2 separate regions of the Rattus norvegicus genome follow, and region 1 is linked to region 2. The links are chromatin contacts, called in public Hi-C maps. All regions are on one chromosome and are shown on one strand. The core of a region is the stretch at or near the end of the contact, and the rest is flanking DNA. Distances in the headings are between cores, read along the strand shown.

Region 1 (5,386 bases), core at 1,934-4,433, 90 kb before region 2:
AAGCAGGGAGAGGGGGGAGGGGGATGAAAGAGGGGAGAAAAGGGATAACATTTGAAATGTAAATACATAAAATAGAGAAATGAAATTAAAAAATGCTGGTACAAGTTGTAATGAACTCTTAAGTATATTAAACAAATAGCTTTTTAGAATCCATCTGTAAGATACATTATTAATCTACAGACTGAAATGTAAGTTTCTATACATCTAACTCGATAGATCCTGAATATCTATCCATGTCCTTGGTACCATTCAAATGCATGGCACCAAGGCAGCAGTTGGGGATGCCTTTGATCTCTCTCATTGGCATTGTAACTGACTATTAACTGAGCATAGATTATTGAATGCATAAGGTCAGAAATTTTATGGGTTGGATAATTGAATACAAAATATGTCCAGTCAAGTTAGGTACAATACACAGTGTCATACTTTTGTTCTCCTAGAATCAAGGAGGGACAATTTTTATATTTTCCTGGAACTCATCTAATTTTTGTTTGGGGTGAAGATATTCTTGGTTATAATGAATTGATAAGGTTATTTCAGTTTTCTTTAGAGACAAAGATGCCCCTTTGGGCAAACAAAAGAAACCCGAAGAACAGTAAGCTTTTTATTCTATCTTTTATCTTCCTTCTAATCCTTCTGTGGTTTATCACCATTCTTAGTATATTAAGGAAGTGATGGTTGATGTTCGTCAGTGACTCCACAGTAGGAAGCCTCTAACAAAGCTTCCCAGAACTGTCCTTTGTATTATCTCTTCCCTCTGAACATGGCTGAACTCAGTGACTTGCTCTGAGCTGATAGAGTTGAGCAGACATGTGTCACATGAGACTGTGTCACAGAGGATTGGCTTCCTTCTTTGCTGACCCTCCCTTTTCCGTTTAACAGGAGCAAGCCTTCATGTTGTGCACATCTCCAAAGACAGGCTCGCACAGCAGGAACTGATGAACAACTCTGGCCAAGAGCCAGAGACAAGCCAAGGCATGCCTACATCCTAGTGAGCTTGGAAATGGGTCTTCCCTGGCTAAATCGTGAGATGGAACGGCTCAGGTCAGTATCTCGACTGCAGCTTTCTGATGATACCTGAGCCACAGTCAATACCTTCTTGGACTTCTAATCCCCAGAGATGGTGCCACAACAAATACAGCTTAAGCTGTTAGACTTGGAGAGACTTGTCTCACAGCAATGTACAATTAGTACAACTTCTAACACCAGTGATAACAGATTCACTTTTCTGAAAGCATCAGGAGACTGAGATCTGGTTCTACTGCCTCCTTCTATGTCTGATGCCCAGCATGCTGCTTGGCAAATTCAGAAACCCAAACAGATTTTGGGAATGGAAGAAGGAAGGAAAACAATAACAAGAAAGAGGAAGAGTGAAAGGCTGGCACCAGTAAAGAAATGGAGACTTGAGTTGCAGGTTACCTGACAGAACTGAGAATTAAGTCAACTGTCCTAGACTTATAGTCACTCAAATGATTTTACTTCCTGTCTTAGGGAATCTATTGATGTGATAAAACAGGATGACCAAAGGCACCAAGTGGAAGAAAGAGTTTATTTTTTCTTTAAACTCTCAGGTCTCACTCGATCATTGAGAACATTCAGACAGGACCCAAAGCAGGAAGTGATAGAGAAACCATGAAGAAACTCTGCTTGCTGGTCTGCTCTTCATCACTTGCTCAGTTTGTGTTTTCATAGGACTTGGGGGCAGCAGCACTCACCATGGGTTGAGCGTTAATCAAGATTGTCCAGCAGATTTACCCACAACACTATCTTATGAAGTCATTTTCACAATTGAGATTCCCCTTCTCAAATAAATCTGGCTTGAATCAAGCTGACATAAATCTAACCAACATGTTTCTATTTCTGACATAATTTTATACTTGGTGAATTGCTTAACATGCTCTTAGCAGAGTTCTCCTCTCAGATACGTGCTAGAACCTTTGTTGAACGTGGGAGTGTAGAATGCCCATTCTGTTAGGTGGCTGGGCCTGGCTGGCCATGTGTGTTTCTGGAAGGGAGGCTCAGCTCCGTGATCAGCTCCTGGCAGCCTACACATTGCCTTGATCATGGGGCCTACTTCCCACTGCTGAGGATGCCTGAGGCAGAAGCAGGTCAGCATGGTAGAAACAGCAGGGCTTTGTGAGTGTCAGCTGGTTGGGGGGAGTGCGGAGGGGATGCTACTTCCAAGAAAAGGTGTACCCTCTGTGCAGAGCTTTCCTTCTGATGTTGGGGAACATTTCCCTCTCTGTCCAAGAAGCCAGGAACATCAGGAGAATGTGGAATAGATACACAGATGCTCACTTGCAGACTTGGAGAGGAAGCACTTTGGGAGGAGATAATAACTTTTGAAGAATTGGTGTTCTGATTTAAGACTCCAGACAGCAGTCTTTAGAGCAGGGCAAGGAGAGGCCTGAGGGAAATAGGAGAGCTTGACATTGATGTGAGTCTAAGAGGATCCATAGATGAGGAGTAACTGGTCAGTGCTCTCACAGATCTGTATGCGGAGGGGAGGCTGATGCGAACAGTCAGGCAACAGTGTCTCCTCTATCTCTTACTGCAGCCACCTGTTCTCTAGCCTTCACCCTGGGTTTTCAGTCTGGTAGAGCCTCCTGGTATGGCCTTACTGTGGCACAGAGACCACAAGTCGGCACCCAGTTGTATGAGGGTAGCCAGAATCTAAGGATACTCCACTGGTGAAATGTGTTACAAGAACAGAACTGACAGACTCAAGGCTTAATGGGAACAACAGTAGCTCAGCCCCAACTTGCCCCTGCACCATGGGAATCCTCCAGAAAGATGTATTGTCCTAGAGGAAGGGGGGGGCACTGAACTGAAGTTTCACAGGAGCTCAGACACAGAGGCATGAAGAACATGGCAGGTCTCGCTCAGCTCAGCTGGTGCAGTGAGGTACTTAGCTACATCAGGGCCCTTCATTTGCCAGGAAGGCAAGTAGGGGAGGTGTGGGGAGAGAGGTACTTCTCTAATAACCAAAACCCGAGTCCCCTCTACCTTCAAAGGGCTAGGGACATTCTGTATATGACTCAAAGGTTTGCTCTACCATCTAGGCCCCAAATGAGGCTTTAAAATTGAAGGGGACCCAGGGATGATGAGCAATAGCACAGTGAGGAAGCGTTAAGTTGGAGCTAGACTAGAGCTTTAATTAACATCAGGTGGCTGCCAAGAACTTTGGCTCAGCCAGGCGTGCAAGAGAGACTGCAAGCCTGTGTCTGTTCATAAGTCTCCAACTCTCTGCCCGTTCCCAGGAAACCTGCATGAGCTTCCTTCTGCTGCCACAGAGCTGTCCTGTTGCTCTGCTGACTTCTTTCTCTGACTGACAGGACACAAGTCACATCAGTGTAGCAAAAGGCAACAGAAACATTGCTGGGTCTGTGACGAGAATTCTCAAAGGGCCCCAGAGGCTTTTCCATGTCTCTTTTTCTCTTTTTGTTCCTTCTGAATGGTCAGAACAGGTTCTTCCCTCACTGTACTATCTTTTCAGGTTTGATATTTGCTCACCAACAGCTTGCTATGAACTCTGTGCATATCGCTCATAGACTGGTGCTGGGCCTCGAACTCAGGACCTTGAGCTTGTTACGTGAGCGCTCTACTCTTGAGCTACATCCCCAACCCCTCAGATGTTTATAAAGTTTTTGCAATTATGATTTAATTATAAAACTTTTCCTTTCCTTTCCCCCTTCAAACCTTCTCATATACTTCTCCTGACTCTCTTTCAGTCATGGCCTCTTTTATTATTTACTAATTGTTATTGTATGGATATTATATGCATATGTGTATACCTATTCATAAATATAACCTGTTCAGTATGTATAATATTAATTGTATATGTAATGGTCTGACCATTTGGGGCTGGGCATCCAATTGGTATGCTTTTTCCTGGGGAAGACCACATCTACTCCAAGCTTTTCTCAGTTGCCTATAGTTCTTTGAATAGAGTTGAGGTCCCATAAAATTTTCTGTATCCACTCTGGCATGCTCACTAGTATCACCCTTGATCAGCTCATGTTTAGGAGGTCATGTTGGTGAGGCTTTCTGGGTGTAGTTTCCGACATTACTGTGAGACAGAATCTCCCAGCAAACATCCCGATTCTCTGCCTCTTTCTGCCCCATCTCGTTCTAGTCCTGAGCACCCACAGCTCTTCACACTGGGTAGGGCAGAGCCTGCTTCTGTGGGCTTCCCCTCTAGGATACCCAGTGCCAGGCCAGGGCATATACAGAACATTTGAAGTAAAAGCTGGGCGGGGGGTTGCCTAGTGAGAGTCTCTGATATTCTTTATTAGAAGATCCCTGGGAAGCAAACAGGAATTTGAACAGGGATTTTTGGGTTGAGCACTGATGGAGTTATAGCTTTAATGGGATACTTTATGGGCAGTCTTTCCAGTGCGGTGCTGGCAAGAGCTAGGAAGGTGGCTCTTGTGCAGTTCTCACTGCGCAACTATCACAGGCACACAGTTTCCAGATGTCTCTTTGTTTCTTTTTCTTGCCCACAAGTTAGCTGAGACAGACAAATGTGATAGCTCCCATATACTGGCTGCCACCTATCTTATTCAATGTCACATGATACAGTGTTAAATTTAGGACACAGGAAAAAAGCACATCACAAAGGCTTTTTGAGCCTCTGTTTCCTCTGTAAAACAAGCAAGCAGCAGCTATGAGCAGCAAAAGACCAGGAGAGTTTATCAGTTGCTACTGGTAATGTTCCGTGTAAGCCAACAGCAGAAGTTGGTGAAACCATTCACCTCCAGGGGCCTCACACATAGGCAGGGGCCTAGCTGGTCCAGGGAAGAACGTTGGATGGAAAGCTTCCTTCCAAGTACTAAGGTTTGGACTGAGAATTTGCAAGTGGATAGACTCATCAATAACGAGTAGGAAGGCAGGAAGCTCCTTTCCTGTCACGCACAGGAGGCCCAGTCCTATCTCCATGTTTCTGGGGAATCACATCCACAACAGTTCAACAACAGTGCAGTTTAGTCTGAGGACAACTCATTGGTTTTGTGAGACTAGACCCTTCCTCTGCTATGATCCTTAGAGTCAGGTACAAATGACATCACTACCACCCAAAACACACAGGCTAGAAACACAAGCAGAGCCAGCTTCTCAATGTCTCGCACCCAGTTTTTACCCAAAGGTAAGGCAGCTCCACCTCCACCGTGCATCCATGTCAACTGCTGCTCAACTCTCCTGTCACTGCTCTAATTGGAGAACCCACAGCTCTTGCCTGGATGGCTCTAGAAGCCCCTTCTCTGGTCTCTTTCTTCCTCTCTAGAAGCAGTTCTCCCATCTGTAGCCCGTGTACTCTTTGTTGTCTGAATTCCTCCACCCTTGATGAATTGTTCAGTTTAGGCCCAAGTTAGACATATTAGCATCAATC
Region 2 (5,513 bases), core at 1,890-4,389:
CCTGGATTCCCCCTTCCCCCCGAAGGAGTTCTTGGCTATTCCTAAAGGCTCTAATGTGAAACCATCTACAAGAATAAGTACATTATGATCGTAAGTAATCAGTAACTTACTGTTCTCGTTTGTCCCCCAGTCATGTACCCAGATAATGTAAATAAGCCAATCACCTTCCTCATTACACAAAATCACTTACTAATTATTCTTAACAATCACTCCATGTACTCGTAATTATATTCTAGATGAAACAATGTGACAAAAACATAATTCAGGCAACAAAAGTATTCCCACTATTTTGGGTAAGCACATAGTCATTGCCTATTTCCTCTATAACCTAAGAAAGCTTGGCCTGTATACGGCATTACCTCATAATCTCTCTCATGCATATCACTCTGAGTAGAATTTAAAAGGGGGAGGCTGGATTCACACACACATAAAGCACCTGTCCTAGCTGGAGTGGTTGTGAATGAGGAGTGGAAAAGAACCATTTTGTTTAGTTACCACAAACTCAAGAGTGCTGAAGAGCCCAGATGATTGTCAGGAAAGAGCTGTGCTTGGCTTCAAGGGATGAGAGACGTGCAAATGAGTGCTCTCCACACTGACCTTCTGGGGAACGAGACAGTTACAGTCCAATGCAAGTTCAACTGTGTTGACAGGAAAGCTTAGCTTAACCCCTGACTGCAGAAGCCCAGAAAGACAAAACTGTTCCATGGCAATCCCCTCCGATATAACTATGAAGGTGTGACCACCGACAGTAGGGGTGTGACTTAAACTTCTGCCTTACAGGAAATCTGTTCACTGTTCTGCCTTAAATTCTGCAGGTCCTGATTGGAGCCACCCGACCCCGGTGTGCCTTGCTCTTGGACTCTGTCCTGGAGGCAACAACTCATCTCCCCCAGCAGCTTAGCTATTGGCTCAGCAGCACCCTCCATACACAGGACTAAGGCCATTTCTGTCTCACACAGCAGCTACACAGAAACTGCCAGAGCAGTAGAGACTGGGGGCTGTCTCATTTGGAGAAGTCATTGTATGGGGTCCCCAGTCCATCAGGAAAGGAGAGTAGAATGCTCACAGTGCTGACACTTCAGGGGAGAAGATCACAGTCAGGGGGTTTATTTGGTGGTTTGTCCTCACCCTGCAGTTGTGGCTCAGAGCTACTGCTATGGCTGGCTTCCTCCCACTTTGTTCACAGGTTTTCTTTCTCAGTGGCTTGACACCATCAGAAGGACAAGACTCGCTGTTACCATGGAAGGCTTCCATTAACTCCGCAGATGAACTTTCATCAAGGGCAACTTTTATAGAGAAGTTTCAATGCTTACTTCACACAGACAGCACAGGTCTTAAACATACAGTATTTTAATTGTCCTGAGTTCGTCTTATCCTAAACTCTGGTCCCTAGCAAATGAGGGAAAGAATAAAAGAAAGCAGTGAACAGTTCCACCTGCAAATGAGAATAGCCAAAGATCTCGGAGGATGTCAGCGCCTGCTCTTCTCTGGATCCCTAAACACTTAGGAGAAGTGCAGGGGAACTACAGAGCGCAGGTCCAGAGTGCTGGTGCCAAGCAAACAATGAAGTGGCAGGAATTGCGTTATGGAATGGTGAACTGTTTTTACTACAGGAAGATTTCTGTCTATGAAAACAAGACTTCCTTGTGATACAGGAAACAGGAACGCAGACACCCCTGGGCATTGAAAAGCTGGTCCTCTGTATTTAAGTCGCACTCACACTTCATTCACTTCAGGCAGTAATTTAGATTTAAATACAGCAGTGCTCACTCTGTAATTTACCATTATAGGTGTTTCTTGCTACCCCAAACCTTCCTTAAAGGCTGGGCTTAGCATGCTGCCTTGGTCTCTCAAAGGTAAGAAAGAGTGAGGTGTGGGATGGGAAACTGTCCTGAAAAGCATATGCGTAGATCTACACATCAAGCCGGACAAACACTTCTGCTCTTGACAAACTGTCCTGGTAGGAAAGAGTTTCAAGCTCCTCCATGTGTTTTCTCCGCTGTCTGGAATTCATTAAGGTCCTAAGGTGTTCATAACACTTAGAATATACAAAATGGGCCACATCTTAAAAATCGCACACAAGCATGCACAGCAGCTGGGACTTTTTCACCCTTCCCCCTACAAAAGGCTAATTTAAAAGCAAACACCTGAGAATTCTAAATTAAGCAAACCAGCGCTGAGTTAAGTCACTTCAAACACGAAGAAACTGGCTGACCGAACCTTCAAAGAACACAGAAACCCCGGGCAGAGGGACCTCATACCTATATTTCATGCCAGTCTGCTTTGCAGTGGACTCTTTGAGAGAAATGTGATGCTGAGGGGTGAAGGTCCCCAGGCTGCGAGCGATGATAGCGACAGTGCGGAATTTGGCCCGGGCTGCGTTCACCACATTGGGGGCGGTGGAGCTCTGCTTGCTCAGAAGTCGGTCCTCACCATTTCGACTCTTCAAATTGTGCTCTGTGCAGGCTATGGAGACTTGCATTGCTTCCCCGGACAGCGCAAGGTCCTCTCAGAACCCCACAGCACAGGCGGTCGGCAGAGGGTGAGCAGTTGGAGGGGATTTCGGCTGTCTTTTAACCCCTCTTGCCCCCCTTCCTGGATGCCTTCGGAGGAGTCCCAGCAGCTGACTTCAGAACCCACACACAGTGGCAGGAGAGGCTGAGGTGTAGGACAGAGTCCCTGGGACCCAAAGAAGTAAACAGCCAAGCTGGAAGTTGTCTCAGCAGCTGGAGCGCATATCAGCGTCCCCAATCTTCCCAGGTTGTGATCTCGGCTGATTAAACAGCCAGATCCATGTGGTCAGGAGGCTGGTGCAGAAGCCTAGAGCTGAGCATTCATGGTGACTGCACACAGCCCTGCCTGGAGCCAGTCCGAGGTGCCTGAATGCAGAGGGCTGGTTTCTGGGCGCTGGCTCAAAGCAACGCAGGCATACCGCAAGACGCGCTGCCAGCACCCTCTGGATCACAGGCAGGAGGCTCAACTGGAGAGGAGCATCCCAAGAAGCAGCTAACAGCAAGCAGGGCCCCGCGGACCCGTGGTCTCCATCCACTCTGCCTGTCAACTACCTCCCTCCGGAACTTCGGAGGATGCGGAGGTGGAGGCTTCTCAAGACCCCTCCCCACTCATCCTCGGACAAAAGCTGGGTCTCCGGAGCCAGCACTTACTTGGTTAGCGACTGCATAGAATTGCTGGGAGGTCCCTTTAAGGAGCGCCTTGCCTTTGTGTGCAGTGGGAAGGAAAGATCACTGTGACCACTCCTTACTGGAACAGTACCGGGAGGGTTGATCCGTCAGGGGGCTCTGCCTAGATGCCACCAAATCTTGCTGCAGCACAAGAGTTGAGACGGGGGAAGGCTGAGTGGGGTGCTCCCAGAACAGCACGCTACTGATTAACACGTGAATACTCTTTTGACTTGCTGGAACACAGCTTGGAATTCTGCTATTAGCCCTGTCAGGGTTCATATCGCCTCTGCATGTTATTTCTTATGCAGATAAGTTAGAAGTTTCCTGAAAAGCCACAGTGCAGTCTAGTTGCAGTGGGGTCTGCTAACTTACTGCAAATTTATTTAAAATACCAGAGACATCTGGAATGCTGCAGGGAGCATGGGTCCTTCACACTGGAGGGGACAGGCAGGGGTGGGTGCAATGGGGGAGAAACAGGTCAACATTAAGGCCCAGAAGGTTCAGAAAAGTAGCAGGATCCAAATATACCATTCTTAAGAGTGGTACCCACACTGGGTACACCAGAACGAAGGAATGAATTTCAGGAGCCCAGAGAATATTCTTCATTTTGATCCATTACCCACATTTCAGGGGAGTTTCTCTTAGTCTGCTCCTGGGAAGCATGACAACGTCCAGAGTTTCAGGAGGAAGCCATGAAAACTCAGGCAGACCTCCTAGAGGTATGAGACTCCCCTGTGGCAGGGACAATGGGTCTGATTTGATTAGCAGAAGTTCAGGAAGCATGTGCAGGGATGACATTCCCTGCCTGTATAAATTAATAAATAAAACAGTGGTCTGACCACTCCTGTCCAAGTAAATAAAGTTGCAGGAATGAAATCCTCAAGGGGACTCTATGCTTGTGTTGAGATCCACTGGAGACATTAATCTTAACATCTTCGAACTTTATGGAATTGCATCCTTGACCCTCCATATTTTTCACTCTTTCCTTTAGAGAATCAATCAGTTAATTAATAGAGGATGTTTAGGGAGAGAGGGAGGGTGGAAGGGTTAAGTGGGTACCTTCTTTCCATCCAGGTGGGAATACTGGGACATACCTTTCTTTAATCTTTGGAATAAACAGTAGGCAGAGAGGAAAGAGAACATAGGAACCTTTATTTTTGCACACTAAGCCAGCTCACCGGAGATGATCAACGTGAATTGGGAAAGCAGTCAAAATGAGAAGAGGAAGAAGTGGGAGGAATCAAAAGAAACAGCTTTTAGAAAAGGAAAGGGGAAGAAAAAAAAAAAAAAACCAAACCAGCAGGCTGAGAGCAATGGGGTCAGGTGATCTCTTTCAGACCGAGGAGGGGTCAGGAACCAGGGATTTCAACTTGGCAACTGGCTGTGGGGGAGGGAAGGTGGGCAGGGGTTCAGCTGAGAATGCTGCTTTATAGGAAGGACTAAAAGGCCTGGACATGTTAATGTGGCGTTTAGCTTTGTTATAGGACTAGCAGAAAAAAGCCAAAGAACACAGTCTAACCTAGGTCAGGGAAACGGTTACCTGAACAAGACACACAAGGCAAAGAATTTCTGACTCCAACAGGATCACACAGAGTGCTTGCTTGGTCTATGGCAGGTACTCACTCTATAAATAATTGAAAGGTGGTGAGGAAATAAAGAGGGAGAGAGGAAGGTAGGTTGGATGGGGAGATGTCATTTCCTGGATAACTCCACTCTTTAAAAACAACCACTAAAGCAGATTCTGTGCATCCACTTTGAAGTTCAGCCAATGTACTGAAAAGGAGTAAATGATAGCCCCACATCTTCTTCTGCTCCTTTCGAGTGTAGTCCAGTGTCCCAGCCTTTGGGACATACCTCATAGAGAATCAAAGATCTGGGGCCAGAGGATGCCCACAGTGCAAGTCTCTTTCTTGCTGACCACAGTGAGCCTTTCATCTCTGACAGGCAAGGAGCAGTCCCATGGTTTCCCCAGACACCCTCACCCTTCTCAGCATTAAGGGAGCAGTCACTTTCAGGAGCCTGGAAATTAGATCACAGTTGGCTGTACAGTGCCCATTCTTAATAAGTTTGCTAACAGGCCACATGCTAATTAGGCTGGGGAAATTAGACTTGGAATGTGTGTCCCTTCACTGTCACACAAAAGGAGTCAGAGGAATTCCCACTGTGAGAATTTCAGGCTTAAATAGACACACAAACGTGCATAGGAATACATTTACATAGACACACACATGTATACATGTATAGATACAGCTATGGGCTAGATTATCTCATCCCAAACTTCATGAATTGAGGCTCCGGTCTCTCCCCACTGTGTCAGAATGTGCCTGTGTT

Evidence for each region. A called contact is a pair of places that touch in the nucleus more often than the background predicts.
Region 1: a Hi-C map of frontal cortex shows a contact between it and region 2, with 1.9 times the contacts expected there. The contact joins the enhancer-like site here to the promoter of Kcnab1 in region 2. A contact is called at or near these places in 1 of 12 Hi-C or Micro-C datasets (frontal cortex) and 1 of 1 datasets of contacts at active chromatin or transcription factors (oligodendrocytes).

What each region holds. Positions count from the first base shown.
Region 1 is chr2:151,701,893-151,707,278 of GRCr8, reverse strand. All of the region lies in intron 1 of Kcnab1 (potassium voltage-gated channel subfamily A regulatory beta subunit 1), which reads right to left. Among named protein-coding and RNA genes, the nearest start is that of Kcnab1, 90 kb to the right of the region's middle. Within about 2 kb of position 3,183, at least 11 of the 93 cell types and tissues checked have an H3K27ac peak or open chromatin away from gene starts, as enhancers often do.
Region 2 is chr2:151,612,177-151,617,689 of GRCr8, reverse strand. Kcnab1 (potassium voltage-gated channel subfamily A regulatory beta subunit 1) reads right to left here and starts at 3,139. Exons shown (of 14, transcript NM_017303.3): 1 at 2,262-3,139. The coding sequence starts at 2,482.